6 separate regions of the Mus musculus genome follow, and regions 1, 3, 4, 5 and 6 are each linked to region 2. The links are chromatin contacts, called in public Hi-C, HiChIP or PLAC-seq and promoter capture Hi-C maps. All regions are on one chromosome and are shown on one strand. The core of a region is the stretch at or near the end of the contact, and the rest is flanking DNA. Distances in the headings are between cores, read along the strand shown.

Region 1 (4,677 bases), core at 1,257-3,756, 760 kb after region 2:
TAACAATCCATCTGGGGAGAGCATGGGAGGAAGACAGAGTTGAGGAGGAAAGCGAGAATGGCCGAAGTCCAGTGAGCTGTGCAAGGGGAGTCTCGGGGCAGTGAGTCACTGTCCCACTTAGGAGGGCCCCTGGGCTGGACAACTATTTGAAGTCATCGGGAAGCTTGGCAAATTAAGAGGTTATTAAAAATCTTAAGGATAGAGCCAGCTGTGGTTGCCAAATTTATGTAATTAATGTTGAAACAGTCCATATCAGCCCTATGGAATCTTGTCATTGAGAGCTCAAACAGGATAAGTCATGGTTTATTCTTCTCATATAAAACCCTGCGGTTTCCTTTTTCGTGCTCAGCAGAGAGCAGCCTCCTCAGTTTCCCTCCGAGTACTTTGACTGAGACAAATATCATTACAGTAGAGAGTGACTAGTCCACATCTTTGATGGAGGTCTTGCTTTGTAGTAGCTATTTAGGATGAAGCCCCTTCTTCTCGCTCAGCTTAATTCCTTAGTCACAACCCCAGTGGTGGATCAAGGACAGGAGAAGAGGGAAGTGGGAATCACAGAAATGGCCCTTAAGTCTCTTCTAGAATCTTGGAAGTGGCTTTTTAGAGTGCTGCGTTGAAAGAGATCTAGGACTACAAGTCTAACCAAGAAAATGTTAAATGGCTTAATGGGAAGAGGGGAAATCCTTTGTCTGTCCTGTCAAAATCTCCGCCTTTGATGGAGTATGTGCACGTGTGATTAACTCCACTTGTGGATCAGGACTTCCATGATTCCCTGTTTCATTTGTATGTCATAGGCTTGGGGCAGATAAGTGATACTACAGATATGCTAGGCTTTCACCTTTCCTCACAGGTCATCTCCAAGTGCCTCCATTTTTGTTTTGTCAAATGCTCTGATAGGTTTTGGATCATTTTTGACATTACCTGCCTATGTTACTGCCCAAACACATGTTTGTTTGTTTGTTTTTTCTGTCATTAGGCACCATTTCTCTAGGATCTTGATGGCAGCATCTTTCTGACCTCATTGAAGCCTCTGTGAATTCTATGGCTACTGTCATAGGAATGACACAGAGCAATGCTGAAACTTGCCTGTTCCTCCACAGCCTGCACATGGGCTGCTCAAACCTGCCGTGCTGGTTACTTAGAAAGTCACAATTTTCCAAGTGTGGCCAAGTATGTGAGCTTCTCACCCATCCTCGCCATTCAGAACATTACTAGAGGAGGTGTCTACCTTTACGAGAAGGGGAGGGGGGAGGAGGGAAGGATTGAGTGAGGGGGTAATCAGAAGGGGCAGTGGGCAGGATATAAAGTGAATTAGTAAAAAAAATTAATTTTTAAAAGTTAGAAAAAAGTTTCTGATAGTACTTAGATCACTGATAAACTGTAGTCATGGCACTAAGGGATGCTGAAAACATGTTTTTCTTCAGTGTTGTATCTTTGTGTGTGTCTCTAGAGCCAACTAGGTTTTTAGTGGTGATTGCAATTCAATAAAAATTCACTGTTACAACTTAAGCATATCACTAAAAGTATTTCAAAGTACACATAATAGTTTAATACTTTTATATAGCTAGCTTATTTTCATGTATATGTATATACCTTGTGAAGATATATATAATCTTCAGCAAGCCAAAAACAAATCAAGGCTATAGACATTCATAAGTCCCTCACACAGATGGATAGAGGAAGGAGTGGCGAGGACCCTAATTCGTTTGACCAGAGGCTCCCAGGATGTTGGGGAGAACTAACAAGGACAAATTGAGCAATGGAGTGGGGAGCCAGTGACACTCTAGGCCACCCTCATCCTCTGTTCTGAGGGAGCTCCAGGAAGCTTGAGTTCAGGGGCAGGTCATTGAAGAGAAGTTGCAATTCTTGAATGAAGAGCTGCTGAGGCGATGCACATGGCTTTTGGTTCCCTCTGCCATCCTGTCTGATAATGGCTTCTAAGCCATGGTAAGAGGAGCCTTTCGAGTTTGTAACGATTCCTCAGGGTTAGTAGGAGAACCTTGTGGACATTGTCTGCCATGCCACATTCATCTGTTTTAGATATCAGGCATCTGCATGGGATTTAATTTGAAGAAGAAAGCGTTCTGTTACTTGGGGGGAAATCTTTGGAAGTCATTCTACAAGACTGTTTAACCTCTGGCAGTGCTTAGCTCTTCGGGACATCTGGATAACTTTTAGCCAAAGGATTTGCCACTAGCAAGGTAAACAGAGACATAGGATCTAGAAGCCAGGGTGATGATCATTCTTAAGACATGGGATTAGAAGTCATGGGGATTTGGTCATCAGGTCACAGGAGGTGGCCCACCCAGGCTGTGACAGAGGAAAGCTGAAGCAACCAGGCCTTCAGCATGGGATGTGTGCTGTGCAAATGGGAAATGAGAATGAATGCGGAGGGAAGGATTCAATAAACTCCATCCACTCCACTGGTAAGCTTGTCTCACTTCAGGTCAGGATCTGGGACTGGATAATGACTTAGGAAAGAGTGAACACAGGTTAAAACCTAGTACAGCCATGATGGCATTTACCTATGAGCTACCATCCTTATCTTTACCATCATGAACTCATCTTCAAAAATCAATGAGAATTTCTTTTGTTCTGCAAAGGGACAATCAGAAGAACTGCTGTTGGAAATATGGTGTTTCATAGCAGGAAAACAAGATCAGCAGAATAAATGCTCTGCTTCCTGGACCTTCACAGAAACACCAACCCACAATGTTAGCACAGCGAGGAGGAGAAAATGGCTGCCTGCTTAATCCTGGATAAACTTGGCCTGGGGCTGAAAGCTGAGATGCAGGGCTAGGCTGCCCTGGCTTCTTCACAGTAATCCCCAGTACTCCAAACACTCTGTCTGGGTCATCTCTCCTGGTACTTACACCTCCCTGTGGCAGTGATGAACTCGCTGCTGCACCAGGCATTGTGGGGAGCTGGAAACCTGATAGCATCGCATTATGCAGTTATGTGGGAACTCTGGTTTCTGGAACAGAGCGAGGTTCCCAAGCTCTGCTCTTGTACGGTTTGGGTGTGTCTTTCACAAAACACTCTTTATGGGAAAAACAGACTACAATGCTAGCTAGCATTGGTGGGCCCTATTTCTCAATAGTGACATGAAACTGATCCGCTTTTTTCAGACAGTTAAAAAAAATGACAAAATTTGCTGATAACAATAAACAACTCCTTTCTCCATCTGATGTTTGTCTCCTGGCTGGTTTGAAAACTCTCCTCTTGGGTAACTTAAATTATTAATTTGAAAGTAGCACAATAACTCTCTACTCCTAATGGTTCAGATGTCAGAAGTTTACTTCTTAAGAAAATCATTGCAGTTACAAAGAAAGTAATGATAATATTTAGGATTTATTGAAAATGAGCATAGCAAGTGATAAGATTTTGTGCTTTTGATAAGAACCAAATTCTGGGCTCAGCAGTTGGGAGCAGTTGTTGCTCTTCCAGAGGACCCAACACCTGTGTAGCGCCAGTACCAGGGGATCTGTATCCCTTCTGTTCTCCAAGGGCTCCAGGCACACAGATACAAGCAAAACACTCATACATACACATTAAATAAATAAATAAATAAATAAATAAATAAATAAATAAATAAAAAGAACTAAATTCTCAGGGCTGAGAGTTAAGAGTGTGAACTTACCCAAGTTTGGTTCCCAGTACCCACACCGAATGGGCCACAACCACCTGCAACTCCAGTACCAGGGAATGGAACATCTCTGGACCTCTCAGGCAACTGGACTTATATGGGCATACCCACAAGAGTCGCAAATACACAAACATAATTAAAATAAAATAAATCTTTAAAAAAAGAAAAGAAAATGTCTCCAGTGGACAGTGGGTCACATGTCCTCAGAGAAAGCATTGAGGAATGCGGTGAGCACACAGAGAGGTAGGAATATGGAGACTGCAGAGCTGTGTGTCTTCATTATCCATTTGAAAACACAATGTCACTTTGAGCCTTGAAAGCTGTTCTTCCAGATCCTCAAAGTGAGGACCTGGGTGTTTAGGAGTGCCTCCTGAGAGAGCCCTAAATACTACTCCTAACGTTGTGCTAGAGAAGCTGGAGAACATGAGTTTCCTCCTGAGCAAGACTGAGCAGGAGGCTGAAGAGGAGGAGGAAAGAGTCAGGTTGGGATGTAGAGTGAATGAACTGCTGGAAGAATGAGGTAGAACTCAGAACAGCTTATCATGTTACTACTCAAACCCCACGTGCATGTATGAGAATTCTGGAATGGTCTGGAACACGCATGTCAAGCCTAAGAACAGACAATTTCAGACAATGGTGCGTGTGTCAACTGTTGGGTTTGCCCCAGGATGCATAAGTGCCAGGCATCTTCCTCGCCAATACCTCCTGGAAGCCCCAGAACCAGCATGATTGCACCTATGTGTGGCTATGTGTTGGTGACACGTTAGAAGCCAATTACTCAGCAAACTTCATGGACAGGTAAGCTGCCTTGCTTTCAGGAAGTGCCATTTAGACATGTGGCCAGCTCTTCTTAAATGAGCCAGAGGGAAAAACCTAGTGATATCCTATCATGGGAGTTTCCAGAGGTAAGATTGTAAAGTCTTGGATGATGTCACTTCATAATTAGTTGCAAATGGCTTTCACATAAGGGAAATTTCCAACGGAAAGTGAAAGATTACTTAAGTGTCTAAATTTTTATTTAAAAAAATCTG
Region 2 (4,269 bases), core at 734-3,233:
TTAAATTAGCAAGAGACTTAACATGACAGACTCTTGATAAAGAAACTGCTAAAAAAGGTCTGTTACCTGTGGGTGGGGAGTTAAGGAATCTAAAACAAACTCATTAGACTTTTAAAGATGTTCCAGGGCATCACCGACTCCCTTCTGTTTTAGAAGCACACAGTTTTTGGTGCTCAGGAAGTAGATTCTTAACCGGTTAGTACCATGGCAGAGTCCTTTCAAAAGCAACACCACTAATAAAGACAGATACATCCTCTGCTCCTTAAACTCCTGGCTGGTAGTTTGGTGAACACCTACTGAGAGCTCTATGCACACCGCTGCTGAGCTTTGCTAGGGAAACAATCACACATGAGCATGCGTGCTCACTGACATGGTTTCTTACTAACCAGTAGTTTGGATTTAAGCCACAGAGTATTTTCCAACTATATCAGTTCCAACCATAAGGTGAGGACACTTGCCCTATTACCAGAGATATTTTAGGGAGTTAGTGCAGAAATCCCAAGGTAGAAAAATTAGGACTTGATATATGACACTGATTTTTTTTTTTTGCCCCCATAGGAAAGGAGAACACAGCACTGGAAAGTGAACCTTAGACAAACCTTAAAGAGCTAAGCAGGGCTGTGATAAAGGCATCACTTACTGTAGCTGTTCTTCATCTCCTGGGTCCCTTTCACTTTGCCTCGTTTGTCAATCCTCAGGTACCACTGGGTGCGACAGAACAGTCTTCTCACCCTTATATCCCCTCCTTCCATGTAGTCATAACTTCTGGTGTGTCGCTCGGGGCTGGAACAGTTCACACTCGTAGCCGTTTGCTCCGGACTCATGTCATTGCAAGCTAGAGATATAGTGCCCACTAGACAGACGAGGTGGAAGCATGATCTGTAGAGCAGAGTTGGCAGGATCCGTGTCAGTATCCATTTGCGCATTATAGTGTAGTGCCCCGGGTGTTCATGAATAACATAATGAGAATTGAATCTTGCGTTGATTGCTACTCCTAGGTCATGGGCCTCCTCCTATTTGTGAACTGGAGATTGATGAGAGAAAAAGTCGTCGCTCTTTCCAAACTGTTAACCTTATCTTTTAGCTTCTGATACCAATAACACGATTCCTCCTTCAGGAACACAGCTGATAGGTATATCCTTATAGAAACAGGTCGTGACAAGGCCAGTTGCTGCAGTGCGGTTGCTCCTTGACTTCTGCTCGAAGAGAGAGATTAGGAATGGGGAGGGGGAGAGGAGAGGGAGATAAAAAAAATTGTATGTATAAATTTCAGTAGTTAGATAGTCTAACATGTCAGTGTAGTTAAATGTTGAAAGCACGTTTAAAACAGCTCCCACAGAGGACGTGAGCATCTCTGCCACTCTGCACATAGATTCAGAAGCGCTATGCGTTAGTGAGGAGACACCACAAGAAAACCACACCATTCATTCCAGTTGCTATCTTGTCAGGAAACACTGTGTACTCACAGCTATTGAGTTAAATCAAGTTTTACAGCCTCTATCGACAAAGTTGAAGTTGAATTCCCTGGAATTCATTAGTCTATGCTTTTACATTTGTGCTTTATAATTATTTTCCCTTAAACTACCCAGATTTTTCAAGTTAAGTGTCAGGATTGCCCTGGAGAACCTCAAGAGTCTCCTTCCATCCGTCCGTACTACAGCACAATTTCTGTAGATATTTTCACAGCTCAAAAGTCTTTCCCCCCTGACCCCACCCCAGGACAATAACCACAGAAAGAGAAAATCTTTCAGAAAAGAGCATTGTTTTAAAGACAAATAACAGTAACTTACTTGTTCTGTTTGGAACAGCTGGGTACACAAGAGTTCCGTGTCTGCTGTCTGCCTCGTGCAACTTGAGCCTCTCTACTGTAGCTACAAACTATTTCTCAGCTGAGAAATCCCCCAGCAGAATCATAATTGTTTCCATAAATCAACAGGCAAAAGGATTTTCTCCGTGTGTGAGCGCGTGCGCTTGTGTGAGTGCGTGGAGCCTTTTATTCAGAGATTTTCAATAAATACCTTTGCTGACCTCATTGGAAGCAATTAAAACTTAACCAGTGAGCTGTTCGTTGTCTAAAACAGCAGAATTAGGAGGCTTGTACACTGTTGAGTGGTCGTAAGGGGGAGCTGTGGACACGGCTTCGGCTTAAATCCACAAGTGGGCATTCACGCTGTGGAAACAGACCTCTGATTCCCAAGCCGTTACAAAGAGAAAGGAAAATGTTAGACCTTTTAAACACAGAAGCTGTACAGTCTGTGAAAAACATATGTCCCTACAACATATATAAGGGCTTCTTAAATGTTAGATGATCTTTACAATACATTGGCACGGAGGAGGTTGGTAAGTGAGGGTATGTTTTTAGTCCTTCAAATTCAGAGCACTAGAGCAACCCAAGGCTCAGGGCCTGAAAGCAGGTATCCCTAGGCAAGGACACATCTTTTCACAGATCTTGCACAATTGGGTGTGAGTCTTTAGGCTGAGAAGACCTAGTTTCTTACCGGACTGGGATTCTAACAAACAGTGTGGCCTTGGCTCCATCCCTTACTTCCCCATGGCTCAGCTGCTGCTTCAGGTATCAAATCAATGGCCACGTCTAATCAGGCTAGGGTGTGCTGCCGTTTTAACATCCTGTCTTGTGATTTATTTCAAAGGATGACACACAGAAGCAAAGGACACATAATTTGCAAAACTATCATTCTTTTAGAAAAATGGTTTCACCTTAGTATTTGACTTGTGCCTTCCTGAGAGCAATAGCATAAAAAATAACTGATAATTCCAGGAATAATAAGGCCAATAGCTAATGGATACAAGAGAGTCCTTTTGCTTTCCAGCCTGAGCTTGTGCCTATCCTGTACTGAGCAAGACTGTGACTGTCTGTATCTTACACTTAGTATGGAGCCATCGTATCACCACCCTAAATGAATATTTAAGAATACATACATTAAAATTCTCTTTTCCTTGTACCTGCAAAACACACACACACACACAGAGAGAGAGAGAGAGAGACACACACACAACTTCGCACTTAACATACACTACCACCAGGTGGTGCAGGTAGACCAAATAGAGACAGAGACCCAAAATTGAATCATTTGGATGTGATTGTTCTTCCCTTTCCCATTGTGCTTACAGAGGGCAGAGTCAACAGCACCCCATATTTCAAACATACACAGTTGTCTTCGATTCATGAAATATTAAAGCACTAGGCTTTCAAAGCAGAGGAGGGTGTGCTGTTCTATAACTGTATCTATTTAAAGCCAGAGAGTTCAGAACATCCCATGATTTTTCTCCCAGGGAGGAATAGGAAAGGACAGAAGGTATGATGATGTTCTTAGTGATATCCCACCATCCGGGGGCGGGGACATTAGTAATGAGCAGATTCAGAATTCTTACGAGTTGACGTTCCATAGAGAAATGGAGGTTATGCAGTCAGTTCTCAGTGCACACTACAGAATGCCCAGTCTCTTTACAATGTGCAGGGGAGGGAGTGTTCGCAATGTTGGAGCCAAGGTATAAAATGACTCTCTGAGGAATGTCACTGAGCAGGTTACAGTCAGGCAGGAAATTGTATCAGTTTAAATTCCTTTCGAAGTTATTGATTACTTTCCAGTGATGGGACCAAGACGGGGTGGGGAATTTCATTCCTGTCCTTGAGACCCTTACTTGTTAGCAATGGTTCTCATTAGGCTAGCGGTTCAGCTATCTGTAGGACAGCTGCTCTCTTTGTCCTTGTGAGTTACCCAGTGGCAGACATCCTCTGTCCTTACTGTAAAGCACATACAGAAGAGAGCAGCAGAGTTCCCTGCTCTGTGCTCTTTCCAGATAACGGTAGCTTCATCCTTAGTTGAAAATATCTCCACCTTGTGCATTGTAAATCCATAAGAAAAGGATCTACATCTATTGACTTTTAAAGATTAATGTTGTCACCTGAAAAGCTTCAAATAGAAGCGTATCTCAAAAAGAAGAAGTGTGTCGCCCTTGCCCCTCGTGTTTGGGAATTTGTATTTCAAATACAAAAATAAAGATATTTAAAATAAATTTGCATTGAAAATCATTGAAAAACTCATAGAACTTCTTTGATGCAGTCAGTTGCTATATGAACTTCCTAGCTTTTCCTAACCAGTCTTCATCACAGCCTTCATTCTGTGGAGAGACAAATGATAGAAACTTTGACTTATGGAATTTTATATTTCAGTTTACATTTTTACCATGCTTAAACACAAAAGCTATACACATATATACAGGAGAATTTTATACCCTGTTCTTTTA
Region 3 (4,815 bases), core at 981-3,480, 720 kb after region 2:
TGGCTTTTACTGAACCAAGGTACGAGTCATGTTCTGTTCCTCCACTGAGGGCTTCTTCATTTAGACTCCTAGCCAGTCCCCACCCTGTGCTGGGTAGGGAGCTACTACAGTGAACCAAGCAAGGATAGTCCTTCCTTGCATGGCCCTTGTAGTCTAACTTGGAAGGCAGTATCTCTTAGGACAAGAGATACTTGTCCTAAGAGATACTGAAAAGGACAACAGAACAGAAGAGTGTCCTAAGAGATACTGAAAAGGACAACAGAACAGAAGTCTTAGTGAAAATTAAAATATACTGTTAGTGCCCATAGTTTATACTTTCAGTATGTAAAAACACCAAGTTTCCTATGCATCTTGTATATTTGGTAATATGGAAGGCCAACCACCTTATTCAGTGTCTTATTTTAGCCTTTCCATTAAAATGTCTAAGGATGGCTTCTATGTGGACCACTTACTCTTAATTCTTTTCACTATATGCTAGAATTAAATATGTCCAAGAACTCTAACAAAGTATTCCTGTGACAGTGTGATCAACACTGAATGTCCATGTGTGCAGATTAAAAAGTACTGTCTTCATATAAAGAGAGGGGGTCTGAGGACTGTAGCACGAGCTAAGGGTGGGATATAAGTATATTCAACCTCTCCCACCTTGGGGGTACTACTATGCAAGTGAAATGGTTTGTGTCTAATTACCCTGGCAGCTCTAAACTGCAATGATACCATTGTTTTTATTAAATCAGAGAAGACGCAGTATTCTGGACTAAATGTGAGATTTAGTAACCTAACAGGAACAAATTTTATCGATGTTAGTGTTTTGGAATCTTCAGTTTGCGGCTGTGTATGTGCAAAAGGATTCTCCTCTCCTAGAAAGAGTGACCGTTGAGGAGAGCCTGCTGTGTTCCTCGGCTTCAGATATCTAAAATAGCAACGTTATCTCTAAAATTAGAGTTCTTTCTTTCCCAAGGGAAAATATTCTCCCTAAGGCCGAGGCCGGAAACAAGAACAGTGGACGATCCAGATGGATGGGTTAGGAGGCATCTATACTTTTTAGGGATTTTTTTTTTTGGTAAAATATTTTCTCTCTCCACAGTTGTTTAGAAAGACCATGACCTAAACATGTTTTCTCTCTCTCTCTCTCTCTCTCTCTCTCTCTCTCTCTCTCTCTCTCTCTTTTTTCCCTAGTCTTTTCTTTTTCTGCCTAATGTAAACCACCTGGTTTTAACAGAATCAACAAAATCTACTTGAATGTTGGGTTTTTTTATCCAGTATATTCTATTTAATCTTAGGTAATTTTCTATTTTATATCTGGCAAAACTCCATCATATGTAAGCCTTTTTGTGTAGTGATGTGAAGTGGGACCAACTGGAGACTTTGTCTTTGAGCCAGCAGAAACCCCTGGCTGCATATAGGAGCCTTATTTTAGCTATTAGGACATCTACTCCCAGGACAGTCTGCAGAAAGCCACTTGGGCGGTGTAAGGGCTAGACATCCATCTCTCTCACTGTCTCTGCCTTTGAGCAAGTGCAAACTCCAGCTAGAAACCAGTGGTCAGCAGGTTTCCCTCCTTGCAAGAACAGGATAACTGAGCAAGACAACACAGATCCAAGAACTCAGACAGAATGAAAAGTGATATCAGAGCCTTAGCTCCATTTTATCTGCACTCATTTTATCTCCACTTTGGATCACTGGCAGATACCGATGAATGCTCTGTGGGCAATCCTTGTGGAAATGGGACCTGCAAGAATGTGATTGGAGGTTTTGAATGTACCTGTGAGGAGGGGTTCGAGCCTGGCCCAATGATGACTTGTGAAGGTAAGTAAGGGTCTCGGATACAGAAGAGACAGTTGCCTATACTGACCATGGGAGCAGCTGTTTGATTGTAGTTCTTAAGATCAAATACCTTTCAGGGCATGGAGAGTTAAGAACATCTGAGCATGGCAGGCTGTTGCATCATTCTTCTCTGTGACCTCATATGGTCAGGAAATATAAAGAAAACAATAGAGGTGACTTGTGGCAGAAGTTATATTGTATATAACGGAATGCTCACTAGTGTGTCTTTCTGCTTACATCTCAATACAACTCCTCATTTACTACCTCCTGTCTTATTACTCTCTATTTCCTTTGTTGTTTTTGTTTCCAAGGCTCTTCTCCCCTCCCCCACCTCTTTTGTATTCTCCTGCTCTCCTCTTAGAAACATCTGCTCACAGAGCTAGATAACCACTGACATCCTGTGGTCATCTGGAGGCAATCCCAAAGGAGAGGTTGCCTAACCCATAGAGGCATCTGAAAAGTATTTGTCAGTGTGACTGCCTGGAAGGAAGTATGGAAAAGAAAGAAAAACTAGGGAGTGCCAAAGAGTGGTTGGTCCCTCGACTATTTGCCTCATATTCCCCTGGGATGCAAGCTTTCTGGCCTCATCTTCGACCACTAAATCACAAACTCTAAAAGCAGAGCCCAGCAGCTGTCCAGATGATCCACAAGCTCTTCATGATAGGGTTCCCTGGTGTAGGAAAAGAATGGGGGAGGGGAAGGGAAAGTGGTATTAAAGGGATCCCTTCATCAGAGATATGGACTGTTGGTACCTTCAGAGTGTTGTGAGCCTTTTAAGGCTGTGGTTCAAAGCTGGCCTGGATGCTCAGTCCTGTCCTTCATACACATTGTTGTTCTTGGGGGACAGCATGATCATCGAAGAGGTTTGGTTTCACCCTCTCGCTTTTGAAAACATGTCCTGACATTTCTAAACCATGCACTCTAGAAAAGTCATTTTTCCCAGTAGAGGGCATCTGTGTAAACTGAGTTTCTCTAAGTATAAAATGACCAGAACACTCTGTTTGAGCCCAGAATCCCTGTTGTCTCATAGGAACCTCTTTGTTTGGGGAAGGAGAGGTTACTAAGAGTATTAGAGAGCTTGGCTTCTTTTTGACCACAACTTCTTTAGTTAAAGGAAGCAAAGATGATCTATAGTTCATGTACAAAGGAAACGGCAACTGGTCAACCTGAGTCTTCCAACTATGCAAAGTGGACCTGTTGTTCCTCATTCACGTAAATCCATAATTACACCAGGACAGCAAGCTTGAGAGATGTACTGGGAGATCCGGAGCATACATCCACCATATTTATACCAGCTATAAAATAATCAACTCATTTTTATAATTTTCTGGATCCCTCCCATGCCTATGATAAGGAAGGCTTTTGACTTTTAGTAAAAGCACATTTCTCTCTTTTTGACATTCTTGGTGCTGTTGGCTCATTCTTTTACGTTCTCTTACTACAGATATAAATGAATGTGCCCAGAATCCTCTGCTCTGCGCCTTCCGCTGTGTAAATACCTACGGGTCCTATGAATGCAAATGCCCTGTTGGATACGTTCTCCGAGAAGACAGGAGGATGTGTAAAGGTGAGGGCCCATTTTAGTCCATTTAGTCCTCAGAATTATAAATGCTTCAACAAGCAAGTATGAATCATAAAGCAAAGAAGTCCAGGAAGGGCTCCCATAGCATCTTTGTTTCTGATAAGGTCATCGGTTTATTGGAAAGCAGTTTTCTCACCAAGTCCAAAGGCGGTTAGAAGATTCCCTTCCACGTTTAATATATCAATTCCCCATACATACAAAAGGAAATAAGCTCAACGCTAAGATGACGGAGATGATAGTTTAAAGGACAAGCCTGCAGTGGAGCTTGTTTTAAAGTTGTGATTACACATCTTTCCAGATGAGGATGAGTGTGCAGAGGGAAAACACGACTGTACTGAGAAGCAAATGGAGTGTAAGAACCTCATTGGTACCTACATGTGCATCTGCGGCCCTGGGTACCAGCGCAGACCCGATGGAGAGGGCTGCATAGGTAAGACTGTCTCTGGTACAGACCGCTCAGCATTGAAATAGCCGAGGGCAGAAGTGACCTGAGCTCTGAGTCAGGTTGGTGACGTGCTCCTTCCTCTTAATCAAATGTCACAACTCACTGTGGAGAGGCCTTACTGTTCTCTCCTCTGGGCTGGCCTGTCCCTATTCTCTTGGCCTGTATTGCTGCCAGGGTCACCCACCTTTGGCCCTTGCCCGTTGTTCATGTAGCCGTCCAGGAGGTAGATCTTCACACTGACTTCCCTCACCACTCTATGGACTCCGTTGTCTTACTAACGTCCTGTGCTAGGGCTATTTTTAAGCCAGGGCTCTAACTTCAAGAAACCCCCGCTTTCCTTGAGGTAGGTCCAAGTGCTGCTTTTTTGAATGTCCCCAGGTGATCCAAATGTGTATCAAATGTTGAGAACCACAACCCTAGGCCAGGGAATGGCAAGCTTCAGCTTCCAATCAAATCCAACCCTCTAGCCTGCCACTTCTTTTGTGAATAAAGTTTTATTAAAACACCTCATGCCCCATAGCCTCCCGGGCAGCTGGGGTTTCTGGCCTGGCCCATCAAGTTCGGCTGAACAGTGGGGTTTTTAACTAGTCTTCATGTGGCTCTGGGTGTTGTTTCCACATTCTCTGCCCCTCTCAGGGAGCTCTGTGTTCTAGAGACTCAAAGCTATTCTCAAATGAGAGAGAAACTGGGGAAGTTAGTTCGTGATATTCAGATCTAACCAATCACCAAAAGTAATCCAGATATTTTAATGTTTTAAAAACCTGTTAAATTATGGTTTATTGTTTCCTCAATAATATTGCTTTGTTACAAACAAGTCATGTTGAATCTGAAGATCAGTCCAAACTAATGTTACTGTGTCGACGCAACTTACTGGCATCATTCTGATGAAGTAATGTATCTCTTTAAAATGACAGTCAACCTTCAGTTCTCCCTCCAGTATGTGATCTCACCTTTCAGGAAT
Region 4 (4,649 bases), core at 1,525-4,024, 970 kb before region 2:
GTAGGAAGAAAACCAATGTACATAAAATAAAAAATAAATTAATTTAAAAACAAAAACTTCAAGATGGGCCCAGCAGTGGTGATGCTCACCTTTTTAATCCCAGTGCTTTGGCAGTAGAAGCAAGTGGGTCTCTGTGAGTTTCAGGCCAGCCAGGGCTACAGAGAAAAACCCTGGTGTTTTTTGTTTAAAAAAACCAAACAAACATAAATAACAACCAAAAAGGAAAAGATTCAAAATCGGGGTAGTGAGATGATGCCTCGGTGGATGGAGGCTCACCCTACCAAGCCTGATGACCACATGATCCCACCACACAGCCCTCACTAGCAGGTCTTTAGCCACTTAACTTCAGGGACTCGGTGTGTGATTTAAAGATCACATCGTATTAGCCAGTGGTTGGCCAGGCCCTAAATGTGATGGGGATGGTACACGTATAAATACGTGTAGGTTTTAACAACTCAGAACAGCTAGGCATGGTGGTATGCATCGTTAGTCCCAGCAGTCAGTCTGAAGGCAAAGGCAGGTGGATTTCTGTGAGTTCAAGGCCAGCCAGGTCTGTACAGGAAGCCCCAAGACAACCACGGCTACATGGTAAGACCTTGACTCAAAAAACAAAAACAAAGAGTCTAAGTGAAAAGAGAGTAAAAAAAAAAGTGTGGATCTGGGAAGATGAAGTTACATCTTCCCAGAAGCAAAAAGTGTTGATGGGATAAAATAAAAAGTGTTCATGGAACGCAGAAGACAGACAGACAGACAGACAGACAGACAGACAGACAGACAGACAGACACAGTCTTCCTGACCTCTACTCTTCCTCATCCTCCTCAGCCCATCTTCCCTCTCGCTGTCTACTGCACACACCAGTGTGGTCAACTCTGATGCTTGCCTGTGCTGGACCTCAGGAAGCACTTAGGGCCTGGCCAACCACTAACTAATACAATGTTATGTTCAAATCACACACTGAGTCGCTGACGTTAAGTGGCTAATTCCGAACTGCTGGTGGGGGCTGCAGAGATGCCACAGGTGAGAATACACAGAGCTCTTGCAAAGGACAGAATTTGGTTCCTCACACCCACTCTGGTGGCTCACAATTGCCTAAAAGTCTAGCTCCAAGGGATCACACACACTCTCCTGGACTCTGAGAGCATCTGCACTCATGTACACATGCCATAAACACACACACACACACAACTTTGAAACAAATCTAAAAACAAAACAAAACTTAGAAGTAATACATCTGGCAGTAATACCACATCTGGCTGTCTGTGCAGTTTCAAACTAAGCCAAAAAAACTATATTCTCTAAATTTTTCAGAGCGGTGGCAGAGGCAGATGGCTCAATGTGTAAAAAGCACAAAGCCGGGTGTGGTGAGGTGGACCTGTGATCCCTGCACTCCTATGGTGAGACAGAACACTCGAAGCTCCCTAGCCAGCCTGCCTGAATATACAACACAGAAACAAGCGTCAAGAGAGATCTCACCTACTAGGTGGAAGGTAAGGACTAAGACCCAAAGCTGTTCTCGGAAGCCTATACATGTGCCGTGGGTCCGTGCATCCTCACATACCAGCACATACACATTCTCTCAGTACATACATGTACACACAAAATACTTACTTGCCCTCTCATACAAATTAGCAACAGAAAAGCACGAAGAGATGTTAAGTACACGAATAATGATTAAGGGATGTTCAGCAAGCCCTGCCACACACCAGCTTCCAGTGAGAACACAAGCCCGTTTTAAACCTTTAAAGGCATCTTGTTTCTCTTCTCCATGCTGCAGGCATTTACACTGCACTGTAGTTACTTATTTATGTTAAGTCTAAAATGGACAGAAAATAGACAGAAAAGTGTTTTGCTATTTTCATTACTTAACATATAGTTGTGCTTGATAAATACTTGCTGAAGAAAGTATGACACAATATTATGTTTTTAAGACAAACACTCCTTGAGGCTTTGAGTCAGTACCATACAAAGTACGTGGGAACTTAATAACTTCTATAGTAACTACTAGTTTTCAAAGCGCGTCTTTGCCCAACCCGTTGGTCTAGACTAAACCTCAAGCTCTGCAAAGATTAACAGCCCTGTCAGGGGTGGGAATGAGGGTTGTCTGTCCGAGTACGTGATGCTTCCAAATAGAAAAATTAAAACTCAAGAGGGAGCCGGGCAGTGGTGGCACAAGCCTTTAATCCCAGCACTTGGAAGGCAGAGGCAGGCGGATTTCTGAGTTCGAGGCCAGCCTGGTCTACAGAGTGAGTTCCAGGACAGCCCGGGCTACACAGAGAAATCCTGTCTCGAAAAATCAAAACAAAACAAAAATCTCAACAGGGAGGAGAAACTTGGTAGGAGCCTATAGCTCAGGCTTTAGGTCATACTGGCTTTTTTCACTCGATTGACAGCTCATGTAATCCTCAAAGCACCCCATGAGAAAACACACGGAGGGTCTTCGGGCCTCCAAATCAGAAAGCCGGCCTCCTGAGGTCGGTCGGTACAGGCAACTTGAGGCGGACGCCCGGCTGCGTCCATCCAGCGGACCGATGTCTCCGGCCCCGCCGCCCCACCCCATCCCGCCCAGCCAACCCCGCCGCATACGTGCTTGGATGAGAGTGCAGTGACGCCACGGATGAGGCCGCCCAGCCTGGAGAAGAAGGGTGCTCTGGAGGCCGCAGGTCCTCCCAGCTGGTTCTGCAGGAAGAGCCCCGGCAGTGCGGTCAGCGTCCTCTCCACCATGTCGCTCATCGCTGCCTCCCTACGAGGCTACTTCGCGCTGACTCTCCCGGCCTCCGTAGTCACTTCCGGCGTTTTGAATAAGAAATCTTTATTCGCGCCGGAGCAGGACGAGCAGGATGAAGTTCCGGGAAACACCGCCTGGGGGCGCACGAGTCTAGGAGGAGAGAGGAGTTCTCTGGAGACATGAAGTTCATGATCATTCTATTAGCGGTGAAATGTGTGTGCATGATCTTGTATTTTCTCGAACTTCCCAAGGTTAATGAATTCGTGCCATTCCCCTGTCCCAGCCTCCAAGTGCTGGGATTACAAACCTGACCTACCATCTTTATAGTGTTCTTAACACCTGTAGGAGCTCTTATCTCTGAAACTTTGTCTGTGATAAGTGAAATTTTTTTCTTAAATCTTGAAGTTGTTCTTGTACCTACACCTCAACAAAAGAAAAAGTTTGCCTGACAGAATAGTTATGCAAAGATAAAGTTTAGGGCTGGTGAGATGGCTCAGTGGGTAAGAGCACTGTCTGCTCTTCCAAAGGTCCTGAGTTCAAATTCCAGCAACCACACGGTGGCTCACAACCATCCATAATGAGATCTGACGCCCTCTTCTGTTGCGTGTCTGAAGACAGCAACAGGGTACTTATTTATAATAATAAATAAATCTTTTTTTAAAAAAGTTTAATTTATTGAAAAATCTCAATATTTAAATTATTTAAAACAGATTTTCTTTAGAATTTAATATTTTATGCCTACGTAAAGTTTTGTTTACTGTGTGTGTGTGTATGTGTGTGTGTGTTTTTTTAACTTTAGGCCCTTTCACTAGTTTAAATTAGAAAACTTACTTTCCAGCCATGTAGTGGTTGTTGCCTGAAATCCCAGCCCTTGAGACTGGAAGGAGGAGCAAGAAAATTCAAGGGCATCACCGGCTCCATATCAAGTTCAAAACAAACCTGAGTTATATGAAACCCTGTCTTAACTTTCCCCATCCCCCAATTTTTTTCTTCCACCTAAAAAATATGCTGGGGAAAGCTGATACATTTCTGACTCGGGTGAAAGGAACGCGGCTACACTGCCAAAAAGTAAAGTGAAACTTTCCTTCCCCTGGCCTGGGTGATGTTCACTATCCCCCTTAGTCCGTCTTATCCAATAGAGCTTTTTCAAATTGTGCTGTGGTGCCAGTAAAACAGGGTCATTGTTTGGACCAAAGTTTAAAGGAAGAAAAATTACACATTTGAAACAGAGACATGGTAGGCTATATAAAAAGCAAAACTCTGTTGTTCCTGCTTTTCAAGCAGCACTAAAACTTCTTTTTTTTATTTATTTTTTTTTCTATTTTTTATTAGGTATTTAGCTCATTTACATTTCCAATGCTATACCAAAAGTCCCCCATATCCACCCACCCCCGCACTAAAACTTCTTACACAGCTTTCATTAGCATACTGAATTGGCTAGAAAATTATGCAACAGCTTAAAAGGCTCAAAAATGCCAAACCTGTAGGTCGTGGCCATAGAACAGCTTTAGAAACCACAAGGAGGTGGTCAGTGACCTGAGAGGGAGCCAATAGGCAAGGTGATTCCTTGGTACTGCGGAAGCGGGGTCTAGACAGCTTAAAAGAATTCAATTTAGAGCTGTATGAGGTGGCATACACTTTAATCCCAGCACTCAAAAGGCAGAAGCAGGTGGATCTCTGAGTTCTAAGCCAGCCAGGGCTATACAGAGAAACGCTGTCTCCAAACGTCAAAAGCCAAAAATAAATAAATAAATAATTCGGCCTAGGACTTCAGCCAGGCATAGTGGCACAAACAGGCCTTTAATCACAGTGCTGGGAGGCAGAAGCAGGTGGATCTCTGTGAGTTCGAGGGCATCTAGGTCTACATAGTCAGTTAAGAGCCGCCCAAGGCTGTCTGGAGATTTTGTCCCAAAACAAAACAAA
Region 5 (4,498 bases), core at 1,325-3,824, 780 kb after region 2:
AGACAGCTAATGGGCAATTATTTTGCCTACACAAGATGTTCAAAAGACACTGTGCTGTGCACAAATAAAACCATCTTTACAAAATCCATGTCTTACCCCTCCAGTTCTTCCCATCGTCCAAAGTCCACACAGTCATGGCTCACCTGGAACACTGAGGAATATGAATGCACAGCCTGCCCTGAGGGTACTGAGAGGCAACCTCTCTGTTCCTTAGCTTCAGCTGGCCCAACTCCTTTAACAGTTTTGTCTACTTGGGGAAAAGATGGGGTCTTATCAAAGATCTGAAGCAAGATTCAGCTACTGTCCAAACTCCCCAAAAGGTGTGCATACCATTTTTTTACTGCCTTTCCCCAGGAGACTGAGTTACCATTCCCTCCCAAGGAGTCTGGGAAGGTCACGGGAGAGCTGGTTGGACTTAGGCACTGGGATCCTTTAACTGAAAGAAATGAGGACTTTCAACCTAACCTTCTGAAGCTTGTCATCAGACATCTTCTTTGCTTTGCCTGTGTGTGTGTGTATACACACACACACACACACACACACACACACATATACACATATATTTTTTTTCACTTCTGAGATAATTGCAGCCGACAGGCAGCTTTTTCACTATTATCGCATCACTACATGCTTCCCACGGGACAGGATGGCGTGGCATCCATCTTTTGCCCCCAACACTATTACCTGTCATCTCCCAGCATGCAGCGTAAGGATTTTATCCCTATTTGCTTTTGCCCCCTCAAAATATACTTCCTCAGTTTCCCGTCACATGTCCTGACTTCTCTCCCATTTGACAAACCACCACCCTGGTGGCATTAAGTCTGGCTGATTTGGACTTTGCCTTTGCTGTTTAATGACTACATCACTTCTGTTTTCATAGCATGATCGCCTCTGTTGGCCTCAAACTTGGGATCTTCCTGCCTCGACCTCCCAAGTACTGAATCTCAGGTGTGTATCACCACTCACGTCTTTAAACTTCTCTTCCGCTGAGAGTGACTGCTGTCATTGGCCAGGCGTTCTTTGCTGTGCATGTTAGATCCACCATCTCTACTTTTTCTTATATCTGTCTTTATTTTTCAGACTCAGTATATTAAATATTGCCCTTTAGGTCACAAGGGTAGCATGCGGTAGTCCATTACCTTAGTTGTTTCATTTATATCATCTAATAAGAGAACAATTGAAGTGAAAGCAGTTAGCACCTACACACTAGAAATGATGGGGCTTTTATCCCCACTTCAGCCCTGTTTTAGTAAGATGCCACAAGGTGGCAGTATTTGCCATGGTCAGTCTGGTCTTCACAGAAGCCGAGACCTCACTCCCACATATGAACCATATTCTTTGATTTAAAAGCTTGGGAGAGCTGTTAAATTTATTCAATATTTTGGCAAGAACCTAACTTAACCTTGAATGTAAAGTTTCCAAACTCGTTTTCTATATTTGGGTTTTCTTCAAAACTTACATATATTTTCTGCATTAAGAATATAGTGAAATATGCCTGGCATGGTGGCGCATGCCTTTAATCCCAGTACTCGGGAGGCAGAGGCAGGCGGATTTCTGAGTTCAAGGCCAGCCTGGTCTACAGAGTGAGTTTCAGGATAGCCAGGGCTACACAGAGAAACCCTGTCTGGAAAAATAATAAAAAGATGCACATAAACCAGATGCTGGTGGCGCACGCCTTTAATCCCAGCACTTTGAAGGCAGAGGCAAGCAGATGTCTTGAGTTCGAGGTCAGCTTGGTCTGCAGAGCAAATTCTAGAACAGCCAGGGCTACACAGAGAAACATCGTCTCAAACAACACATAAAAAATGTAATCTTTTTCCTGAACCATGTTTTTGAACATTTATAGAAAGTACAAAAAAGAAAAAGAATTTACCAAGCCCAACAGTGTCTTTTCCAAGAGAATTAAAAATAGTTACATTTGTGTCTTTCCTACCCCCAGAAACTCATTTTTAAATTAGGACCAAGACAGTCTTAATTTGTCTATAGTCTTATATAGATACTAGACTTATTCCTTTAGACCTGCTAAATTACAGAAAAAAAAAAAACCCTCCCCAGTTTAACCATGTAGTTTCAAATAGACACCTTAAAACATATACTTCTTGAAGTAACCTCTAAAATTTTAATTTATGCCTTTTCTGTTTTCTTTTCTTATTAGAAAAAGCAACAACAGGACACCTGTGTACACACAGCCAGCCTCCAAATGGGGAAGTTCGGAACACAAAGATACTTTATTTTCTGTTTGGGGAAGATAGCCAAGCCAGCCTTTCTTAGGATGATAAAGAGTGCATTTCTCAGCTAAAATGATCAGGTCAATTACCTGGTGGCAGGGTGGGGCGGGGCGGGACGGGGGATTTGTTTACACTAGCAGAAAAAGCCAAAATGTCCAGCCGCAGATAGCATTATCATTTGAAGGATGGCATGCCTTGCATTGTTTTATCTTCGGACACTCCTAAATCTGTTGCTAATACTAACATTGGTTTGGCCTTTAAGATTTCTATTCACAGACAGTGGGACTGTGAGGGGAAGCAATCAGGGTGGCAGACAGTCGTGTCGGGCAGGAAACTGCTGGAAAAGCCACTGCAGGGAAGAAGGACCTCCACCATTACACACAGGGTGAGGCCCTAGGATCCACAGAGTTGCCTGGAGGCTGCACGGTTCACAGCTTTAAGGAGCAATCACCATGCTGGGTGGGCAGGCTTTCAGTGATACCTTTAAGTCATTTCTGCTCCTGTTTGTAGTCCCTCCCCCACAGTACCATAAACTCTAAATTGTATTTTTTGTGGGTTCAAAATCTGGGGTGAGCAGATCTTCTAAGTCCCAGTGTCACACAGCACCAGTGCAGAGAAGAACAAGGAGTAGCTTTTAACATGACCCTCTTTCCTTAGATAGCATCTCATACTAGCCCAGGCTAGCCTAAGTCACTGCAATCCTCTTGACTCAGCCTCCATGTTCTCCAGTCAGTTTATGTAAAATCATATCTGCTAAAAGACAACTTTATTGGATTAAAAAAAATTACAAATGATACAGCAATTATGATCAAAAACAGTTTTTGGAAGGCTATAATTTAAATAATACAACAACAACAAAAAATCTAACTGTACCCTGGGTTTTACCAAGTCTGCATGTCAATGCCATGCTCACAGTGCAGACTTACAGGCGACCTCAACCAGGGAACAGAATCGTTCCAACGTGATGTGATCGAGGTCTCCTTTCCTGCATCCTAGAACACCAAATGCTTCCGAAGTTAGAGCTTCTGGTTTCCAGTGTTGAAACAGCGAGATACTTCCAGCAAAGTTCTAATTCTTCCCGGTGGAGCCGAAGCCTCCTGAGCCTCTCTCGGTGTCATCCAGGGTCTGAAAGACATTATTAGGAGGAAGGGAAAGGAGCGGCAGTCAGAGCCTCTGCACACTGCACGGACCCATTCTGAGGAAAGCCAATCAAGTCTCAAACTAAACACCTAACCTTGCTTGAAGACTACCAGTCACTAGCCCCACAGCTCATCAGCTGAGCCGCCCCTCCTCCACTGGACACACACACCAGGCATTCTCCGCTCAGTTTCCAGTACTCACCTGCACTTCCTCTAAGTCTGGATAAGAAATCCGCTCACAGATGAGCTGCGCAATCCGATCACCTTTTTTCACTTCAAAGAAAAAGCAGAACACAGATTACCATCGCTGTGTACTGACCCATTTTCTGTAACCTGCCTTGTTCAGTGAGAACTAGAGTTAGTTTTTTACTGACACAGGTAGCTCAAAATGTTTCCATGAACATATTGACTTAACTCACCTTCAAACTTCTCTTTCCCAAAGTTAAACAGCACGACCCCAACGTTTCCTCTGTAATCCTCGTCTATGACACCAGCTGGAGGAGACAGCAATGTTAGCTTCGTTCATCAGGGGTCTGCAGTGACCTCAAAACCACTTTGCCAAAGACTTCCTGAGATTACAACTGACAAAGTCACCCTTAGGCCCTACAGAGTCTGAACACAAGTTTTACTAAAATGCAAGAATTTGAAAAACGTGTCCCGATTTTCCAATCTGAATGCTTATCAAGTGGTGAGCATTTCCTACTGCAGGCTGAGCATAGGACGCACCACCTCCAACCCCCCCAGATGACTACCACCGGAAAGACTAGGACCTCACGTCTGCTCTGCCAACAGCTCCACTGATGCTCTGACTGAATCATAAAGAAACAAGACTCCAAAGCTTGGTGACCTACAGCGGGAGGCCAGTGCTATATGCTCAGCAGAGAACCACTGTTTATATATATTCCTCATTTCATTTCCAACCCTATCCCTTTTAAACCACAATCGCTCAGCAAACTTCAGCTGGTAAACTTAATGAGTTCACTTGAAATTTCTGTTGCAACATCACATGTGTGGAGGTCAGAAGACAACCATTGAGTCAGGGCTCTCCTTCCACCTCGTGGGTCTGACCAAACTCAAGTCATTAGGCTCAGCAGCAGGCACCTTTATCCAGAGAGCCATCTTGCTGGCCCA
Region 6 (4,423 bases), core at 1,709-4,208, 530 kb after region 2:
CATAATTCAACATTTGTACATGCTCTTTGCCAGAAGTATGGCTAGGCCAACCTCACCCAGGGACCCCCATCTGCAAAATGCGAAGGCTAAGTCTGAAGCGAGAACAAATTCTCCCCTCTGTTCAACAGAAGACAAAACTACATAGACCCTGTGGTTATGACCATGTAAGATGTGACATAGGGACAAGGACTCATGAGAAATGGAGAAAGCGTTAGAATGGCGGGATTATAGGGAAAGACTTAAAAGTTAAGTAGTCAAAATGTTTGATAAAGAAAAGTTCTGGAAAACGATGGCAATATAGTCTCATCTTTGGTGAGGTGGTTAGAAGAGGGTGCTTTACTTTGGTCAAATTGGCTAATGAATAGCTAAGTAATAAAAGGTAGAACACATGGATACATCATTCAATGGCTATCAGTCAACTTACACTTATGTTCATCTCCACAGCCAAGATTCACTTCACTCATTCTTAAGAAAGCAGTGGGGCAACTGAGGCACACCAAGGCTCTGTCAGTGGCTGCAAATGTGTGGGTGTCTTTCTTCAGTACAGAGAATAATAATGGAGTGGGTGAAAAATGGGGTGAGATTTTGAAGCTGTCATCATATCACTCCCCAGGAAGGAACTCCATTGGCTCTTTCAGTTATATCTATGGTTCTCTTTTGTAGGAAAAGCTGTTCCATGTGGAAGTCCAGGGGAGGAGAAACTGAAAGCGAAAGGCAGGCTGGAGGACTGCCGCAGCCCTTGCCAGCTCTCCACTTGCTGGGGAGAACTTGGTGATCATACTATGAGATAAATGGAACCCTTACTGGGGTTTGCTCTGTGCTACCTGGACAAAGCCTTCCGAGGGCCCTGCGTTCAGTCGCTCTGTTCCATTATGTTGCCAAGGAGCAGCCTCCAGGAGACAGGGGACAGGATCACATTGCCTCTTGCATACCACTTGAATACAGAGAAATCAGGCAGTTTCTAGATTGCACAGTGGGTTCAGAACAGCCTGATACACAGAGGTCAGACCAAAGTCCTCCCTAACCCCCAGAAACCTTGCTTCTGCCGACCATGGGACTATGGTTCCTCGGTTTGGACCCCTTTCCCACCTTTAGTAATATCCCTACCACCCCTTTGGATTTGTGGGGATCTTTGAAAAATAGCCATGTCAATGTCCACCACAGACTTTAAAAAACTGGGTCCTTGCCTATTTCTTTTTAAGTTCCTAGAACTTACTGTGTATCTATAGTTAAGAACTTTTGCTCTTTCTAAGTCGCCATGGTGCCTTAAAAGGGTTCAATGATACTTTATCAGGGAAGCCTCCTCTATTGGCCCTAGCCTATGTCTAGTCATGGTCACATACATCATCTAAGCAGTGCCCCGTGTTTGTTGGCATGTAACATATGAGCTACTATTTGTTTCAAGCTTGCCTTCCCTGTCGATCACCTGCTGTGCAAAGGGACTGAAACTCCTGGCTTACTTGCAAGTGATTCTGATTCATCCGTGGGCCAGGTGGCACAAGTGTTCAATAGCTACTTCTTCAATGAATGGTTCTTTATTTGACGACATTTGGAGTATATGTGCTCACTTGTGCGCATGCGTATGCCGAGTACGTTGGTCAGAGGACACATTCAGGAGTCTTTCCTTCCTTCTGCCAGGTAGTTCCTGGTGCTAGAACGCACGTTACCAGGCTTGGTGCTTTATTTGCTCAGAGCCATCTCCTGGCCCTCGAATGAATACCTCTTTTCTCACCTGAAGATGTAGGACGGAATCTCCAGTTCATGGATCTGTTAAGAGGATTTTTTTTTGAAAGTAAGACCTCAATTAAACTAGATAATATATTTAAATAATTATGAATTTAAATCAGTGTTTAAGTCTTCCTATTCAGGTATCGAAGCAGTGCAGTGAGTCCATTATCATGAGGCGTGGTCCATTTTGAAAAGAAGATGGAGTTGATAACATGCCTCGATCTCTATAATCTCATATCCGGGCACAAGATGTTGAAAACAAGAAAAATCCGGGTCAACAAGATGCGTGCATTCTTAGGGTAACTGTGTGGAAAGTGACAGTTGGTGACTGGAGTCCCTGGTCCCTGCGGTCGAGCCCGATGTGGATTTCAGACACCCCCACCCCACCCCAATCCCATGCATGTGTGTGTATGTGCTCTCTGTATAGTGTGTACACATGTGAAAATAGGGTTATTTTAGGAAACCCCATTCCTAACTGAGAGTTGGGCGGGAGGATTGTCTGAAACCCAAATCACAGGCCCCCACATCACAGACTGAGACTTTCGCAGCCTCTTCATTTAGCCTAGGTGAGTAGCTTGACCTGAGCCTCGGGAGAATTGCTCCTCCAGCGGGCTCCTGACACTGGCATGCCCCTTTCGCCGCCGCTAACCTGTTGGCTGGCTCAGTGGTGGTGGCCTCACCACAAGCCCTGCCTGAGCCTCGGAGCCTACAATTTCTCCTCCCAGCCAGACAGCAGAAGACTGGGCTGAGAAGCGAGGGCCACTGCCACAGAGCCCCTTTCCAGCCAGGGCCTCCTGGGCCTCGTTGGCCAAGGTGTCCAGCATGCGTTCTCCGCGCAGGTGGCCCAGCTCTCCGTGCTTCTGATCGCGGGAATCTCGGGTCTGGACCTCTCAGCCGCAGGCAGATCGGTCTAAACCGCTACTCCACCTCTTCCCATTCCCTCTCTTCCCCACCCTGGGACGGAATATCCCAGGCCAGGCAGGACTGGATCACCTCCGCCTCCTCCCAGGGCACTGATCCTGCGAATGAGGGAGGCCCGGGTCCGGGCGGTGGCTGGCAGAGGGGAGTGGAAAGGGAGGATAGATGGGGCCGGGGGTGGGGTGGTGATGGGGGGAGGTGGGGAGGGTGTCATTTTCTTTTTCTTTCTTTCTTTTTTTTAAAAAAGTATTTCTCTCGCGAGAAACCGCTGCGCGGACGATACTTGAAGAGGTGGGAAAGGAGGGGGCCGCAGAGTTGGGGCAGAGACTGTGGGTGCCACAGGCGGCCACAGCTGGGACAGCTGCGGAGCAGAGCAGCCACCGCCGCCTGAGAGTCCGAGCCGCTAGTCCAGTGGGTCTCATGGGGTCCCGCCAGGGTCGGGCGGCAGGCGGGTGGCTGGAGGGCCGTTTGCGCGGCATCCAGGGCAGGAGGCCGGGCAGGGTGAGGGGATGTCTCGAGCATCTGCAGCTGGCCCTCTCTGCCTGACAGCTGCAAGATCCGGGACTGCAGTGCCCTGCTCCACGTCGGATGCAGGGGACTGGCGGGGTTGGCCATGACCCGGTATGTGGGCGGAGAGGACCCTTTTTGGAGAGCTGGGGCGTCAGCCGTCACCGCGCGCAATCAGTGCCATTAAGACCGTGTAGGCAGTCCGCTCGCGGGACGCCTGGGCTCCCTAGGGACACGGTACTTGGCGCCGCGAGGCCACAGGGTCCGCGGATGCCAGTCGCCGGGTTCTGGCTCTGCAGCTAGTTGGGATCGAGTGGTCCTCGTTCCTCCGAGTAACTGCGCCACGCGCAGGCGGCGCGCGGTCTGGGCTCGGCACCGGGGACTGCGAGCTTTCAGCATCCCGGAGCCCTGAGTGTCTCACCTCCCCGCCTTGGGGACTTGTCTGTGTTGCAGGACAGGCAGGGACTACCCGAAGTGGGAGCAGTCCCTGGAGAAGAAAGCTGTAGGACCCAGGCCGGGGACCTCTCTGCATCAGGACAGCCGGACAGTGAGACAGCGGGACCCCGGAGACTCGGGCCGCTGGAAGGCGCGGCGGCGGCGGCGGCGGCGGCGGCGGAGCGAGTGGCGGCCGGCGGCACCATGCGGCGAGGAGGGCTGCTGGAGGTCGCGCTGGCGTTCGCCCTGCTCCTCGAGTCCTACACGAGCCATGGGGCGGACGCCAATTTGGAGGCTGGGAGCCTGAAGGAGACCAGAGCCAATCGGGCCAAGAGAAGAGGCGGCGGAGGACACGATGCGCTGAAAGGGTAAGGGAAGCTCCCAGCTGCTTCGGTGTGCCTCCCCTCGCCCTTCTTGGGACTTTAAGATCCACAGCAACTGACAGGGCAGGTTCTGGCCCGTAGAGGACCCTGGGTGAGATCCCCGGGAGACAGCCTGGAAGTGCCAAAGTTACTCGGTCATCAACTCTTGTTCAGATAACTCGCCTTGTTCCTGGCCCAGAGGAGAAGTCCTGGCTGGAGGGAATCCTGGGCCATTGTTGAAGCAGATTTGGGGAGGCGAGAATGGTTCCTTGTGGAAGAAGGGGAGGAGCTGAAACCCAGAGAAAGGGAGAAGCCCACTGCTTCTGCTGCTTACCAATTCCAGTTGCAGGGAGAAGTGCTTTTCCCGTGTGGGCATCAGCTATTTGGGAGGCATCGCTGAAAGGGAAGAATCCAGAGACTGAGATGAGATGCGTGGTCAGGAGATGGTCCTTCCTTTAAGTCATTCTCATGAA

What was found. Promoter capture Hi-C pulls out the DNA fragments that hold promoters and counts their contacts. Hi-C and Micro-C count contacts between places; a contact is called where the count stands out from the background. HiChIP or PLAC-seq counts read pairs in DNA pulled down with a chosen protein or histone mark.
Region 1: a contact with region 2 is called in a promoter capture Hi-C map of cranial neural crest. The contact joins the enhancer-like site here to the promoter of Fgf7 in region 2. A contact is called at or near these places in 5 of 39 promoter capture datasets (cranial neural crest, hippocampal neurons, maxillary cranial neural crest and 2 more), 3 of 484 Hi-C or Micro-C datasets (the N1E-115 cell line, cortical neurons and nephron progenitors) and 1 of 115 datasets of contacts at active chromatin or transcription factors (the NIH/3T3 cell line).
Region 3: a Hi-C map of the N1E-115 cell line shows a contact between it and region 2, with 10 times the contacts expected there. The contact joins the enhancer-like site here to the promoter of Fgf7 in region 2. A contact is called at or near these places in 4 of 39 promoter capture datasets (the 3T3-L1 cell line, embryonic stem cells and stem cell-derived epiblast-like cells) and 1 of 484 Hi-C or Micro-C datasets (the N1E-115 cell line).
Region 4: a contact with region 2 is called in a Hi-C map of the N1E-115 cell line, with 5 times the contacts expected there. The contact joins the promoter of Ap4e1 here to the promoter of Fgf7 in region 2. A contact is called at or near these places in 1 of 39 promoter capture datasets (embryonic stem cells) and 1 of 484 Hi-C or Micro-C datasets (the N1E-115 cell line).
Region 5: a contact with region 2 is called in an H3K27ac HiChIP or PLAC-seq map of extraembryonic endoderm stem cells, with 4 times the contacts expected there. The contact joins the enhancer-like site here to the promoter of Fgf7 in region 2. A contact is called at or near these places in 4 of 39 promoter capture datasets (the 3T3-L1 cell line, hippocampal neurons, pre-B cells and 1 more), 3 of 484 Hi-C or Micro-C datasets (the N1E-115 cell line, cortical neurons and nephron progenitors), 2 of 115 datasets of contacts at active chromatin or transcription factors (the NIH/3T3 cell line and extraembryonic endoderm stem cells) and 1 of 9 other capture datasets (embryonic stem cells).
Region 6: a contact with region 2 is called in a promoter capture Hi-C map of cranial neural crest. The contact joins the promoter of Fbn1 here to the promoter of Fgf7 in region 2.

What each region holds. Positions count from the first base shown.
Region 1 is chr2:125,274,025-125,278,701 of GRCm38.p6, reverse strand. No RefSeq gene overlaps it. Among named protein-coding and RNA genes, the nearest start is that of Dut, 29 kb to the right of the region's middle. Within about 2 kb of position 2,506, at least 22 of the 459 cell types and tissues checked have an H3K27ac peak or open chromatin away from gene starts, as enhancers often do.
Region 2 is chr2:126,032,372-126,036,640 of GRCm38.p6, reverse strand. Fgf7 (fibroblast growth factor 7) reads right to left here and starts at 1,983. Exons shown (of 4, transcript NM_008008.4): 1 at 1,791-1,983; 2 at 641-1,196. The coding sequence starts at 926. The region is part of intron 11 of Fam227b (family with sequence similarity 227, member B); the gene reads left to right.
Region 3 is chr2:125,315,991-125,320,805 of GRCm38.p6, reverse strand. Fbn1 (fibrillin 1) reads left to right here. Exons shown (of 66, transcript NM_007993.2): 54 at 1,690-1,809; 55 at 3,272-3,394; 56 at 3,708-3,839. Among named protein-coding and RNA genes, the nearest start is that of Dut, 71 kb to the right of the region's middle. Within about 2 kb of position 2,230, at least 21 of the 459 cell types and tissues checked have an H3K27ac peak or open chromatin away from gene starts, as enhancers often do. A contact at or near this core is called in the N1E-115 cell line, where this site is marked.
Region 4 is chr2:127,006,836-127,011,484 of GRCm38.p6, reverse strand. Ap4e1 (adaptor-related protein complex AP-4, epsilon 1) reads right to left here and starts at 2,774. Exons shown (of 21, transcript NM_175550.3): 1 at 2,585-2,774. The coding sequence starts at 2,731.
Region 5 is chr2:125,256,212-125,260,709 of GRCm38.p6, reverse strand. Dut (deoxyuridine triphosphatase) reads right to left here. Exons shown (of 6, transcript NM_023595.6): 4 at 3,787-3,861; 5 at 3,570-3,640; 6 at 1,661-3,353. The coding sequence ends at 3,297. Among named protein-coding and RNA genes, the nearest start is that of Dut, 11 kb to the right of the region's middle. Within about 2 kb of position 2,574, at least 13 of the 459 cell types and tissues checked have an H3K27ac peak or open chromatin away from gene starts, as enhancers often do. A contact at or near this core is called in embryonic stem cells and extraembryonic endoderm stem cells, where this site is marked.
Region 6 is chr2:125,504,973-125,509,395 of GRCm38.p6, reverse strand. It overlaps Fbn1 (fibrillin 1), which reads left to right and starts at 2,958. Exons shown (of 66, transcript NM_007993.2): 1 at 2,958-3,057; 2 at 3,607-3,956. The coding sequence starts at 3,793.